Regions from separate parts of the Zea mays genome. Here region 2 is linked to region 1. Evidence: chromatin contacts called from public Hi-C data. All regions are on one chromosome and are shown on one strand. The core of a region is the stretch at or near the end of the contact, and the rest is flanking DNA. Distances in the headings are between cores, read along the strand shown. Region 1 holds the start of LOC100280855. Region 2 has its middle 88 kb from the start of LOC100280855.

Region 1 (7,267 bases), core at 1,729-4,228:
TGTTACTAAACAAACCCCTAAGAACTCAATCAAAGACCAAAATCATAGGTGTCACAAAACAAATGTGAATTTATGGGAATTGGTTCTCGAAAGAACATAATCCAAATAAATCAAACTTACAGGGAGGTGGTGCATTCGGTTGAAAAGATCCACCATAGTCAACTAATTCTCGCTGTGCTTCTAGTTCCCTCAGAACCATCTTACCGTAACCACCTCTTCGTTTGATTCATTAAGGAAACTTGGGAACTCCTGAGAGCAGTTGTTGAACAAAGGGAACATGCAAAGGCACACCAGAATCAAAATTGCAACAGTAAAGACAACAAGCACAGAGAAACATGTCATTATGCAAAAGGGTCTCTAGCCTAGTGGTTAAGGGCTTCCATGTAGCACATCCAGGTCCTAGGTTTGATCCCCCTCGGGGCGAATTTTTAAGCTTGGTTAAAAAAATTCCCTCGTGCCCCATCCGCTATCGGGTTACGATGCCCTGTGCGCCACCCTCCGGTTGGGCCGTTGCAGAGTGGACAACTGACGCTGGCCTGTTAGTAATAGGGGGCCAAGGTTCGGGGATTTTCTCGGCCAGAACCATTGTTTCGGTCTCTTCTTAATATAATACCGGGAGGGCGGTCTTTCTCTCACCGGCCGAGTTTTAACATGTCATTTTATAGGTGAACTTAAGATGACACATGGAGGTCTGGAGCATGTATGGAAACATGTTATGACTTTCTATGTTCTATATAGCACCAAATTAGAATGGAGTAAACTGTAATAGAATAGCATCAAAGGATATCAGGATCATAATCTGTACGGTACTCATCTCTGACCTATGAAAGAAACAAACAATATATAAGCATAAAGCATGTAGAAACCCATGTATATTTGTTAGAATAAGACCAAGGCACTACTTGTCCACCACTTCGTCCACGGCCCCACTGTCTGCCTTCTTCAAAGCCCCAATCGAAATCAACGCGGATTGGACGATCGTCAAGCATCGTTCCACTAATGTATTTGACAGCATCTTCAGCATCCTCCCTAGAGTAGTACCTGGAAAGAGAGAATCAAATTGCATAGGCGTAAGTATGGCCATTAAAGCAACAGATACTAACAGTCAAACCAGACTAATGCAGTATTCTTGCAATGCACAGATACATGCGTGCACAGCAGAATTCCTTTTTTCAAAATTGACAGCTGATGAATGTGTAGCTCCTATGAACCTAACAGAATAGCGAGTTTGTCCAGAACAAGACAGACTGACACACTGCACCCAACAAAACATTTTGCATCTCTAAATTCAATAAGCTATGCTCTGGTTACAAATTAAAAAAACGATGATTCTCATCTTATGAATATAGAATGAAACACATGAACCACATCAAACTAAACATGGAAACAAAAACATAGAAACCTTGCAAGCAGAGAAAAAAGCAGACTAACTGCATAGTTGTTATCGGTTTAGCAAAACTTAAGCATAAATAACATCATATTCTCATTGTAACCCTTGATCTCTCACTCTATAAATAAGGAATCAATCATAATTGCAACAACCCAATAACTCCTAAGGAAAATTTACACTCAGACTATAATAAAATGTGCATACCTAAATATCAGTGCCCATGAACTCACATCCTAGGCTTCTGGTGAAGGGCTCAGAACCAAGCACAGAAAACAGCTGTGGTACAAGCTTTTACATATAAAAATTCCCAAATGGCCACTGAAATCACCAGTTTGGAACATTATATGTTACTAAATTTCAACTCTCATCAAAATTGACAAACTATACCACACCCTCACTAGAGTGCAAAAATCAACAGTGACCATAGGAGCAGTTGAAGATAATTGTTTAGGGGTGGGCGGCAAGATAAGAGATAAATACATATACACTATGATGAAATGCAGCATACAGCAGAGGCAAGCGCCGTCGCCCATGGCGTTCTGCTGCGGGGTTGCCCTGTCCGTACCCATTGCTTTTCCATAGATATGCATGTACCACACCACTGCAGAGAGCTAATAAATGTATGTCATGTCGCTAGCTAGCTAAGTGCCATGTCCATCAGTCATTGCATCATATACACGTCGTTGCGCTCATAATCGTCATCAATGATCAAGCTAGTACTCAGCTCTTTACTCCACCTCCTCCCCCCCCCCCCCCCCCTCAACAAGCAGTTGGGCTCCATCCAATCTATTGCAATATCCTGAGGAATGTACATGCTGAGATAGCACAGTTCTCTATTCATGTTCTAGGCATCTCACATGTTCCTGGCAGCAAATAAAATTTCACGAAGCAATGTCCAATTGCAACTAGCAGATGAACAACTCACACTACTGAGGAAACAAATCAATACATAAACAGGTCTGGAACCCATCTACTCAGCGTCTAATTGCATCAAACTACATTCCAGCAGAACAATTGGGACTATCTCCCCTTCTAATTAAACTAGGGCGAAGGTTATGTTCCTGTAGATTGAAGGAAACTACAGCACCGAATCCAAAATCAAAGAGCCAATTAACGCGACGTATCAAGGAAGGGAAGAGGCCCGCACAGTACAAAGCAGAAACCGCATGGGGTCTTGGAGTTCTTGTCGAGCCCCATGATGATCTTCTTGATCTCGCCGGCGCGGGAGAAGAGCTCGTAGGCCTGCTCCTCCGTGGTGTAGAAGGACATATTACCGATGTACAGCGTTGTCGACGCAAGCAGCGCCGCCTCATACTCCTCCTGCGTCCCCTTGAACCGGCGGTCCCTGTACGCCGAGAGCTTGCTGGGGTCCTGGAGGCAGCAGGGGAAGCTGCGTCAGCACCGCGAGGCGAGGGGATCCGATGCTCGGGGAATTAGGGTTTTGGGATCCGTACCTTGAAAAGGGACGCCATTGCGGGCTGCGGCGGCGGCCGGGCGTGCTAGGTCGAACTCTCCGTTCAGCAGTTGAGGGGGCTTGGCTCGACCGTAGAACCGCCGGGCGTGGGAATTTTGGTCGAACTCTCCCGTTCAAGTCCCAACCAACTCCGTATTCGTATTTGTTCAAATCAAATTTTAATGGCAATTTTAATATTGGTTTTTAGTATTTTTTTACCAACAAAACCGTAAAATATACTATACTATCCATAAAAAATATTTGATAAAATCATTTAAAACTTAAATTTTATTACTAATTACAAATAATTTTAGATTGAATAAATATACTAAAAGATGATGTACACCGTTTAAAATGTTAAAAATTATTTATATAATAAATAAATAATTGTGTTAATCTTATATTACTAGTGATATAAAATGATAAAATTTTAATTAATATTAAAAAGACTAATTTTAAATACATTAGATATATGGGATTTTTAATCTAAAATACAAATATAGCTTGTATAAAAGTATATTTAGAGTCTATAATACAAATATACCTGGTATAATAATTTTAAAATAATATAATATTCAACTAAGATTCATAAACATTCAACTACAAATCACCACTTTATACTATATAGATTAATTTATTTATCATTTTTGTTTAAATTTTGGTACACACATTTATATAGGGTATTTATCAGCACCCTTGGGTGCGGATTCCCTACGTGCTATAGTCAAACTAGATCTGCGTAGAAAGGACAGGCTACAGACTCCATTCTCGATATGGTTCAAGACGACAAGACCCCACTGCGGAGTCAGCAGAATACATGACTGGGACCCCTACCACGCGGAAGCGCAATGGGCCCCTCGCCACTTAGGCCTTCGAAAAGGCACCCTCCTGAAATGGCTCTCGCGAGCCCGCTGGCAAGCTTCGGTTGCACCATGTGGCCTCCTTGCCACCCGTGGGGTCCGACGACACCACATGCCCCTAGGGTCCCGCCAGGGCCCTCGGACCCCTTAGGAGGCTTCTGGACCCCTAGTGTAGGCCCCTCAAGCTCCTGCTCCATCGGCTATTGCGTGAGACACGGTAGCCCCAACACCCAGGCTCTAGGCACACCACATGTATTCTAGATGCCCCTCGACGGCCTCGGACGGGAGGGCTCTAGAGGCACCACATGGGCCTGGGGTTTGATGTTCGTGGTGGGCTCTAGGCGTGCCATGCACCCGAACCACCCATACCACATACCTGGTCGGGCCTTGTTCAGTTAGGGGTGGATTGAGGGGGATTGAAGGGGATTAAACCCCCTAGAATAGGAGGGCATTTAATCCCCTTCAATCCCCCTCAATCCACCCCTAACTGAACAAGCCCTTAAGGATTGGTTGAGTCAGAAGACTCATGACATTTTTGTAACCACTATGTGTCCATCGTCTCCTCATAATGAGGACCCAACATTTCTGGTTGTGGCAATAGTATGTCACTATAGCGACACATGCGAGGTGCTATGCGTCCTACCACGTGATATTCGTCTAGAGGGGGGTGAATAGGAAGCACCTGAAAATTCAATACTTAAACAAAAACTTGACCTGATTAAGTTTTTGAATGATAGAGAATATAGTCTAAGTGAGGGGAAATAGTTTTCTTTCACTTGTTGCTCTTATAAGTGCCAAAATAAGATCGGAGAGCAACACAAGCGAGTTAGAATTACATCGAGGCAAGAGAACTTAGAAGTGGGGAGAGAGGAACAAATTACAATAGAAAGTAACGACACACAAGCATGTGATTTTTTAACCGAGGTTTGGCTCCGAAGAACCTATATCCTCGTTGTGTTGTCCTACAGGACTAGGTCTCTCTCGACCTTCTCAAGTGATCCACCGATCAACTTGAGCCCTTGGATCCACTAGATAGAGATAGAGACAAAGTCTTCGCAAGACACTCCATAAAAAGTATAGAGTCTCTTGCTAGCCTTTACAACAAAATATCACTCACACAAGAGCAAGTACACAACACCAAGAAATTATATCACAAGAGCACACCCTCTCTAAATCACTATCTCAACTCAAATGGGTGCTTGGATCTCTTTAGAAAGAATTGGTGGTGTTGCACAAATGCTTTGGAATGATGCTTAGCTCTAAGAGTGATTGGTGACTCTAGTAGGCTAGTTATTTGGGTATTTATAGCCCCAAATCTAAAAAATCCATTGAGAGAACTACAAAAAATTGCTCTTTTGCACTAGCGGGCCGAGTATTGTAGCATAATCTTCGAGATCCTAATTGGTGTTGTCGGTGTTTTGAATTGAGGGTCCTAACCAACTAGTGTATTTGTGCTACATGTCCCGATCTAGATGGATGATGCAAGAAGACACAAGATTTATCCTGGTTCGGGCAGTAGAAGGCCCTACTTCCAACGTGGGGGGAAGAGTATTATCTTGCACCTAAGTGCTCATAGTAGGGGGTACAAGCTGGTCGAGAGAGGGAGTGGATCCCAAGTCTCTGTGAGTGATTGAGGCTAGTGCCATTTATCGAAAGTGGAGGGCGAACGATCAAGTCTTGTCCACTGTCCTCTAGAGGCCCTAGACTCCTCCTTTTATAGCCTTAAGGAGGGAGTCTAGGAGTACAAGGGTTGTCGTAGTGTTTGAGTGGTGGCGAACTCGAGCCCCTGTAGTGATGGATTATGGGGAGGCTACACTAGCGCAAAACAAAATTTTTGACCCCATAAAATTAGAAACCACCACAGTTATAGATCATGGAATTACCACTAGACGCGTAGGGCAGTGGAAGACGTCTTAATGTAGACGGACGCGTCGAGCAGTGTTGTGCAGTCGTCGACGACCTTCACGTCCTCGTGTGGTTCATCCTAGTGCTCCAGATGCAGCACCTCTGAGGTATCCACATGTATAGGGAGGAAGCGCCGCGTTCCGAACTGCTAGGTTCACGATGGCGGCTAGGTGAGGGCGAGGGGCGGTCGGCTACTCGTTTAATGGTGGCGAATTAGGGTTACCTTAACCGCGCTCATGCTCCTCATTATATAGTTGTTCAGGTGAGCTTCTAACTTCTAGGCCCATCAGTAACCCTAAAGCCCTGTTTAATTTTGGATCTAATCCGAGTTTGGCTTCCTTCCCCTTAAGTGTGTGACCCTATAGGTTCACGTACATATAAACATGGCCCAAGTACTCTTACTTGGCCCAATAATTGACAGTGGCCTGTAGCAAGACATGTCAACTCCTATATGCACGTAAAGATCATATCAGATGAACCATTGCAATGTTACGTACATGTTGTTCCCTTTGTCTCATGATATTTGGTCTGGCTCTAATCTGACCTCTCTTTCTTGATACTATGAATTAGAATCCTTTCATTGGTTAACACTTAACCCTAGCACGACCATGCATTTCTTGATCCAATCACTCGAGGGGCCTAGAGATATCTCTCTCAAGAAGAGAGGGACAAATTCCATCTTGACTGACCATGCCTCACAGCATGCTTCCTAACACACCCAAAACTACTTTTATAACTACCCATTTATGAAGTAGCGTTTGATAGTCCCTAAGTAAGTCAATTCACATCTTGAGAACATGCGACAATCTCAGGTCTAAGAATACAATATACATGTTGCAAAAAGAGAACTATATTACAATATCTCATGTTGGGTTAGTCCAGCCTCATGTCATACATGCGCCCACATTATTAGTTTAACATCTCCATGTCCATGACCTGTGAAATGTAGTCATCAACTAATACATGTGCTAGTCATCGACTCTGACTAGGGACATCATTTAGAATAACCATACAAGTAAAGAATCTCACAAACAGTTCACATAATTGCTAATAAATACAAGGTGTCTTTCATGGATATTCAATTAAGCAATATATATCATGGATACAAAGAAATATGCTCATCTCTATGATTATCTCTAGGGCATATTTCTAACATGTAGAAGTATGGCCACTGGGATGGCCCCTGTCCTGGTTGTTGCCTTTGTTTAGGAGGAGGATGTCCCCTCCTATATCCCGTATTTTGACCAAATAGAGAGCCGAGGCCAGGGTCGGGGGCTCGGATGTGTACCCGAGCCCATCTTGTGGACGAGACGACTGAGACATAGTGGTTGAAATAGCGATCAGTATGGCAAAAAGTGCATGGTAATCCGACCCATGTGTCATGCGGAATGGTGTAAAGCGGACCTGACACCAACCCTGTGGTTTCTGTAGCCATCCCGGTGTCATCGGTTTTTGCGGGAGGGTTGGTGGCGTTGGGCGTTCTACTGTTGATGTCGTGGGCCGAGGCCATGCTTGGGCAAGATGGAGACTTCTCCCAAGGCCAAGGCCGGACTGTGCATGGGCGCACAGCCATGCTGGGAGTGGTCAGAACAGTAGTCGGAGTGGTACCCCACAGGATTCATGGGGAGTTGGTGGCATTAAATGTGCCATTGCCAGGAC
Region 2 (6,593 bases), core at 838-3,337, 87 kb after region 1:
AAGCATAATGAAAAGAACATTTGCTTTTCAAAAACATCACAAGCAATGGTTATAACAAAAAGGCGCTATTTTAAAAAAAAGGTTTGATCAAATTATACATAACAAAACCTAAGGTTCAAAATATCTTAATCATAAATATACAAATATTAGGTCTACCATTTTAATCGTTTATAAAAGTCATATATGGTATGCATAAGGTTAAGGGTTCATAAGATTATAAACTCATTATAAATCATCGATTTTATTTAAAGCTAATAAATAACTTAAACATATTTTATGTGAAAAGATCATAATCATATTTTTGAACACCTATTTATGAAGAGCTAGGTTATACGCCTTATGGATTTTCAAGCAAAAGATAATGAACAAATAACCATCTTTTAATTTCATTAGAAAACACATGATCTGTACTTTATTAAGAAAGCTACATTCATAACTAGCATTTTAATTATAGAAAGAACATGAACACTAATTTCTTTATTTTATCTTTTAGGAAAAAAACTAGGTGATATGTATAATTTGGACTAAATTCTATGAAATGATTAATAATGCCATATATGCAGTTATGCACAAATTGGCTATAGTTTTGATTAATAATTTATGAAGATAATTAAGCTCTTATTTCTGTTTAGTTTTAATTTAGGCACTAATGATCTAATTTATTAATAAGGAAACTATATCCGACATTATATAAACTATCAATTTAATTTAGCTATAAGGGTATGAGCACCTAATTAAGTCATTTTAACGTTATTAGAAAACTCTATTCTTTCTTAGTGTGAATAGACAATATATGCGTATAAATTGATAAATTTTGAATATAAATATAAGTCAAGATTTACGAGAACGATAAACATGTAATTAAATTTCTAATGTTTTTGTTATGAAAATCCGTACTCTATACTTTTATCTCCTTATTTAGAAAATCTACAAATAAATTGATTATAATGAACATGATTCAAATAAATTACGAGAACATAAGAATTGATAAGAAATAGTAATTAAAAATGCTTAATCAGATTTTTCTGAAGTCAATAGATTTTCGATTAGAATATCGACTAGTAAACAAATTTAGCGCAGGGCTAAACTAGAGGGTAGCAGGCAAAAAATATTTTTCTTCTACCTTATAACGTAGGGAGCATAACAACACTACATCAAAGGGGAATGACTTTCGGTGGCGATGGTTTTTGACGTACGACGTTGGAGCGACTCGGCAGCACGGAGACGAATATTAAGGCACGACACCGGTGAGTTTCACCAGCGAGCGGCACGGCGTCGGCGGTGCAAAGCAGAGCAGTTGGCACGTGCAGACGACGAGCATAGACGTCGACGATTTGGAGATGAGCACACGAGCGTGGCATTCAGTGAGGGGCTTGGCAAAGGAGCATGCGACGATGCTCTTCGGCGATGGTGGTCAGAGTACAGCAACAACTGGAGGCCGAGGAAATGGCAGCAGGGCTCTGCAGTGAGCAGGGGATGGCCAGCGTTCGGGGCTGGGCGTCGGCGGCGAACGACTCCGTGTTAGCGACGTGAAGGAGAAGGCAGGGAATGGCGTGAGGAAGGGGAAAGAGTTAGAGAAGTTGGGAAGATGGAGACAGGAGCACGGAGGCTTCTGGGGTGGAGTTCTCGTATATCTTCTCTGATGCTTTCCTCTTAGGGCCCGTTTGTTTAGTTGAAATTGAATTCCATTTTAATAATTATAATTTAGACAAAACTAATTAAGTTTATATATTTATATATGTAATATATTTGTATATTATCCAAAATCATATGAGAGAGATAGTTATATACTACATTTATGTTATAGAGGCGCAAGTAGAAGAATGTGTTATAAGTTGTACATCGGAAAAATAACATGTAAATCTATAGAATCAATTTCTATCTATCACCCCATGAATTTGAGGTAGGCTTATATGATAACTTTGGAAAGTGGTGGAATGTCATATTCTAAAAAAATAGCCTATTCCATTAGTAAGATTTCAATTCCTCGAAATGAAAGAAAACAAACGGGGCCTTACAGTTTGGCTCCTATATAGGAGCACGAGATCAGCCTATGATGTATTATTATACGGCTCATTTTTGGCCCATTACGCATTACATGGTTCATTAGAGCCCATTCACGTGAGTTCCAGCTCTAGTCGATGTCTTCTGCTTTCTCACACCGTGCTTCTCAACGTGTTCCTTGTACTGCTGCTGACACTCCGACGGCGTGCGGCTCCAGCGACAAATAGAGAACGGCGGTGAGCTTCTCGCGACAGATAAATGGGAGGGCGCGGGGCGAGCTGGGTGACCGGGAACGGCTCTATGGGGGCTGGGTGACCGGAAACGGCTCTACGGGGGCTTGGGCGAGGGATTTATAGAGAGGGAGGAAGAGAGAGCGCTGGGGAGAGATGAAGAGCGGCGGCCACATCATTAATGGCGGCGATGAGTGTGTCGGTAGTGGCGTTCCGGCGTTCTACATTAACGACACTCGTAGTAGTGGACAGGGAAACTGCCGGCAGTTAATGGGGAGGGTAGAGGAGAGGGTCGCGTGGGAGCTCCACTGGCTGGGGCGACGAACGGCTAGGGAGGCGAGGCGAGGAGGCAGCTGCGCCGATGAAGATCGTGCGGCGGCGTCACCTGAGAACGAAGCATTCAATCGAAGGAGAAAGAAATGTCTAACAAGGGGTCCCACGTGTCATTGGTACGAGAAAGGCTGGGTTCTAGTTGGGCTGACCGAAAGGCACCAAGACGTGCGTGAGTTTGAGTTTGTTTTTTTTCTTTGTATTTTTCTTCCTTTTTAATAGATAAATCTTAATATAAATATATATATATATATATATATATCAAAAATAATAATAAATTTAAAACTAATAATTTATAATTTCAGAAAATATAATAAATTTAAAACTAATAATTTATAAATAAATTAGAATAACTTATTATAGTCAAAAGTCTATTATTTAAATACTTTGGACTCTAGAAAACGAGATCAATAAAATGAAATATCTACAAACGAAAATTATTAACCTACCAAAAAGTATGTTCCAAAAAACACTTATTTTGATAACTCATTCTTATTTCATAAAATGAGATTTTCTCACCAAATTAAATGCAAAAAATGGATACATCAAACAAAATTTATGCTTCGACATGGATGCATCAATCACTTGGAAAAATTTTATATTAAAGAAATTGTTCCATATTTATATCACCATTATTTGCAAACGTAAAACTAAGTTGTTTTCAATTTATGGATTTAGGGTGTTATATCTGCTGGCTGAATTCGCTTTTTCTTTTTCTAGAATTTTCCAAATGTTTTTTTATTTTCTTTGTGGATTACAAATCAAATTCAAACCCAATTAAAATTCAAATTAATTCAAACATGTGCATCAACCAAAAGAATAATTTAGGCTCAGCACGATGCAACATTTCTGACTCACATAGGTTTTGCTATATTAAATAAATAGTTAATCCCCTACAAACTAGACATAGTTCTAGTAAAAAGGAGAGAGAAGAAATCTAGAGAGAGAAACAAGAGGTAACACCTGAATTTGGTAGGTAGGGAATAAATTTTATACCTCCAAATTCAGGGTGTTACAATATCTGCAAGGCCTAATAAAGTTAGCCTCTAAGAGCCGATGTATTTCGTCATTAATCTTAGGGATCAAATTTGGATGAAATGGTCTTGACCTTTGCTTAAATGGCCTGAAACCGGGCTTAATAGGCAGATGATGCTCTACTAGCGCTCGACTTAATCCTGATATCACAGTATAACTCCAAGCAAAGCAACCAGAGAACTCTTTTAATAACCTGATCATTATGTCCATAGGATCGGATTTCAGGTTCTCGTTTACAAAAGTCGGTCTTAGAGTGCTACCATCTCCTATATCAACTTCCTTCAAAGGATCGGCTGATGTAAAACCCTGTAACACCCCTGGTGTTACTATAACTAAAACTTGAGCATGACATCATAAGCATTGGCATTGCATATGTGTGACACACCTAGAGTGCATTCACTAGGCAAAAATTTCAAACAAGTTGTATTGTTTTACTGTTTTTGCAAATGGAACCCTGGTTAATGGACTTAACCCTAAATAGTGGTTAAAGGGATAAAACTTAACCCAAGTTATGAAAACCTAAGTACTTTAGGGTAAAAGTCATAAAATGACCCTAAGAATAAGCTTGAATCACTTTTATACCCCTGAGATACCAGAAACCTTAATTGGAACCCTGGAAAACCCTAAAACCAAACCCTAGGGGTTTATATGCAAAATTAGTCCACTTTTGGACTAAAGTGCAAAAACCAAGCCAAATAAGTGTCTTAAGTCCTTTGGTTCACAAATATGTGAATTTACAAGCCAAACCCTAAGTTTTGGACTTAAATGCAAAATGGACCTCATTTGAGCTCTATACCAAGTCTGAAATTTAGTGTTAAAGGCTCCACTTTGGGGCTTTGTAACTTTCAAATTATAGGGTTTTTGCCCTAGGTCACCACATCAAGTTTGTAGCTCAATCATAGGAGAACAACTTTGTTTAAGGAAGTGAGCAAAGTTGTTAAGAGAATATGGGAGATAATTAAGCCTGAAGATTGGCTGTCAGGCTGATTCAGTCAGAAGTTCAGAAGTTCAGTGCAACAGAGCTAACTTTGGACTTGAATTAAACCTTGATCCAGTGCTTAAATAGGTTTAATCCCTATAGTTGATTTGTAGCTGGTAAGTAGCATTACAACTTTGATGCAGAGCTTGGGTTAAGTTACCATTCAAAATTGAGAGAGAAAGTGGCCCCAATGTGCTCTGTCAGGCGACTGAATCAGGTTTTCACCATGGTACAGTAGTTCCAAACTAAAGAAGATCGCAGGTTCACCCCCCCTGCTCGCCGCCGGTGTCCATCACCGTTGATCCCTGCTCTTCGTGATTCGTGCGTCGTGGTCATCGGTTATGCACAGCTCGGTAAAGATCCTTACCGCCGGTGAGCTGGCCACCACTCCGACGACCCCCTCTCCTGTCTTCCTTTCTGCTTTGCGGCTGGCACGATAAGTTCGCCGTCGACCGCCGCTTCCTGACCGTGCGCCGCGTGGCCTAGCCGTTTTACAGCGTCGCCATGACTCCCTCTACCCGTCCCATCGTCGCCGGGGAGCTTGCCACGGCAGTAGCCACGTATTCACCGCGCCAGGCTTCTTCCTCCCCTCCGGCCGCCGCGTTGCTCGTCCAAAATTTGCGGCCACCGATCACTCCGCCTATAAATTGAAGCCCCCACTAGCTTCGCAACATCATCACCCACCTAGCCACCGTGAATCGCTAGCAATCGTGCACCAGTGCGCTTGAATTTCGGTTTTCCCCCAAATCAAATTTCCGCCACCCGAAATCAACCTCACCGCGGCCAGCCCTCCACAGGTCTGCTCATACCCTCTTTGTTCCTGTTCTAGCTTCTCTGTACGCCGGTGATGCTCGACAACCCACACAATTGCGCTAGGAGACCACCAACCGCCGGGAACACGGCGATCTAGCCGCACGGCTCCCGGTCACCGTGACCAGAACACACCACTTGATCATTAGCGCAATTAAATTGGGGAAAATACTCCCTTGGTCTTGAATTGGGTTTAGTCTAAAGCTAGGCGCCGGTAATAGCCCCATCCGGCCGGTCTGTGCGCTCACCGGAGTTCGTCCTCCGCGTGAGCACCGTCGTGGACCTTCCCCCGCGAAGGAATAGAAATCAGAGGGGTGTTCTGCAAACAGTCAGTGACTCAACGTAACAGTGACCGAACCCATCTCCAGTTAACAAAAACCCCGAGGACCTTTCTGTAAAGCCGCCAGCGCTGCGCGGGCGCGCGCGCGGGCGCTTTCCTCCCTGGTCTTGGGTCGCTGGGCTGAATTCCGCCCAGTTCTATTAATTCTTTTCCTTTTTCTTTTTCAGCAGAGATTCAAAAATGTGTAGAAAAATGTAGAAAACTGCTAAAATTGTGAAACTAATTTTCCTAGGTTTGTTATTTTCTATAGTATTTAACAAAAATAAGTTGGTGATTTTTAGTGGAAGTAAGAAATTTTAGGGTATTTAAAGTAGTTAAAAGTCTTGGTTATAGATTTTTAGAAAATAATTGATAGGTCCTAAAATGCCCAAAATTTTTATATGAGTGTTATTCAATATTGAGAAGCCTTGGGTAAAGGTTGAATTGATTTGGACCTTGTTTGATCACCAAACCCCAAAACACCCCCCCTGCCCTATGAACTCCTTTACCGACTCCGGAAACCCTAAGTTCCCGGAACTCCGTGAAGGCAAGTTGTATTCAAGACATAAATAATAAGTTTATGTTGTCTTTGCATCCTCATGAGCATCCCATGGCATCCATTCTTATACATATGTATGGTTATGATTAGAACGAGAAGAAGAGGTAGAAGTAACTGAAGAGCAAGTACAACCACCTTTGGACACTCAGGCCGGGAATAGTTTCTACTTCAACATTTGTGGATCCGAGCCTGAATCACCTGTAAACGAAGGCAAGCCCCGGTGCATTTGCCACCTCCCTTGCTATTTCAAAATCTTTCTCACTTGATTGCTGCATTAGGTGTTAGGAGTTGCTTGATAAAACCATTCCTGCATTACCTTCCTTGAAT

What was found. Hi-C and Micro-C count contacts between places; a contact is called where the count stands out from the background.
Region 2: a Hi-C map of ear shows a contact between it and region 1, with 2.7 times the contacts expected there. The contact joins the enhancer-like site here to the promoter of LOC100280855 in region 1. A contact is called at or near these places in 3 of 25 Hi-C or Micro-C datasets (bundle sheath, ear and leaf).

The regions. Positions count from the first base shown.
Region 1 is chr4:142,060,467-142,067,733 of Zm-B73-REFERENCE-NAM-5.0, forward strand. It overlaps LOC100280855, which reads right to left and starts at 2,979. Exons shown (of 8, transcript NM_001153775.1): 1 at 2,845-2,979; 2 at 2,538-2,761; 3 at 903-1,041; 4 at 788-821; 5 at 121-219. The coding sequence starts at 2,862.
Region 2 is chr4:142,147,899-142,154,491 of Zm-B73-REFERENCE-NAM-5.0, forward strand. No RefSeq gene overlaps it. Among protein-coding and RNA genes, the nearest start is that of LOC100280855, 88 kb to the left of the region's middle. Within about 2 kb of position 2,088, at least 14 of the 20 cell types and tissues checked have an H3K27ac peak or open chromatin away from gene starts, as enhancers often do. A contact at or near this core is called in ear and leaf, where this site is marked.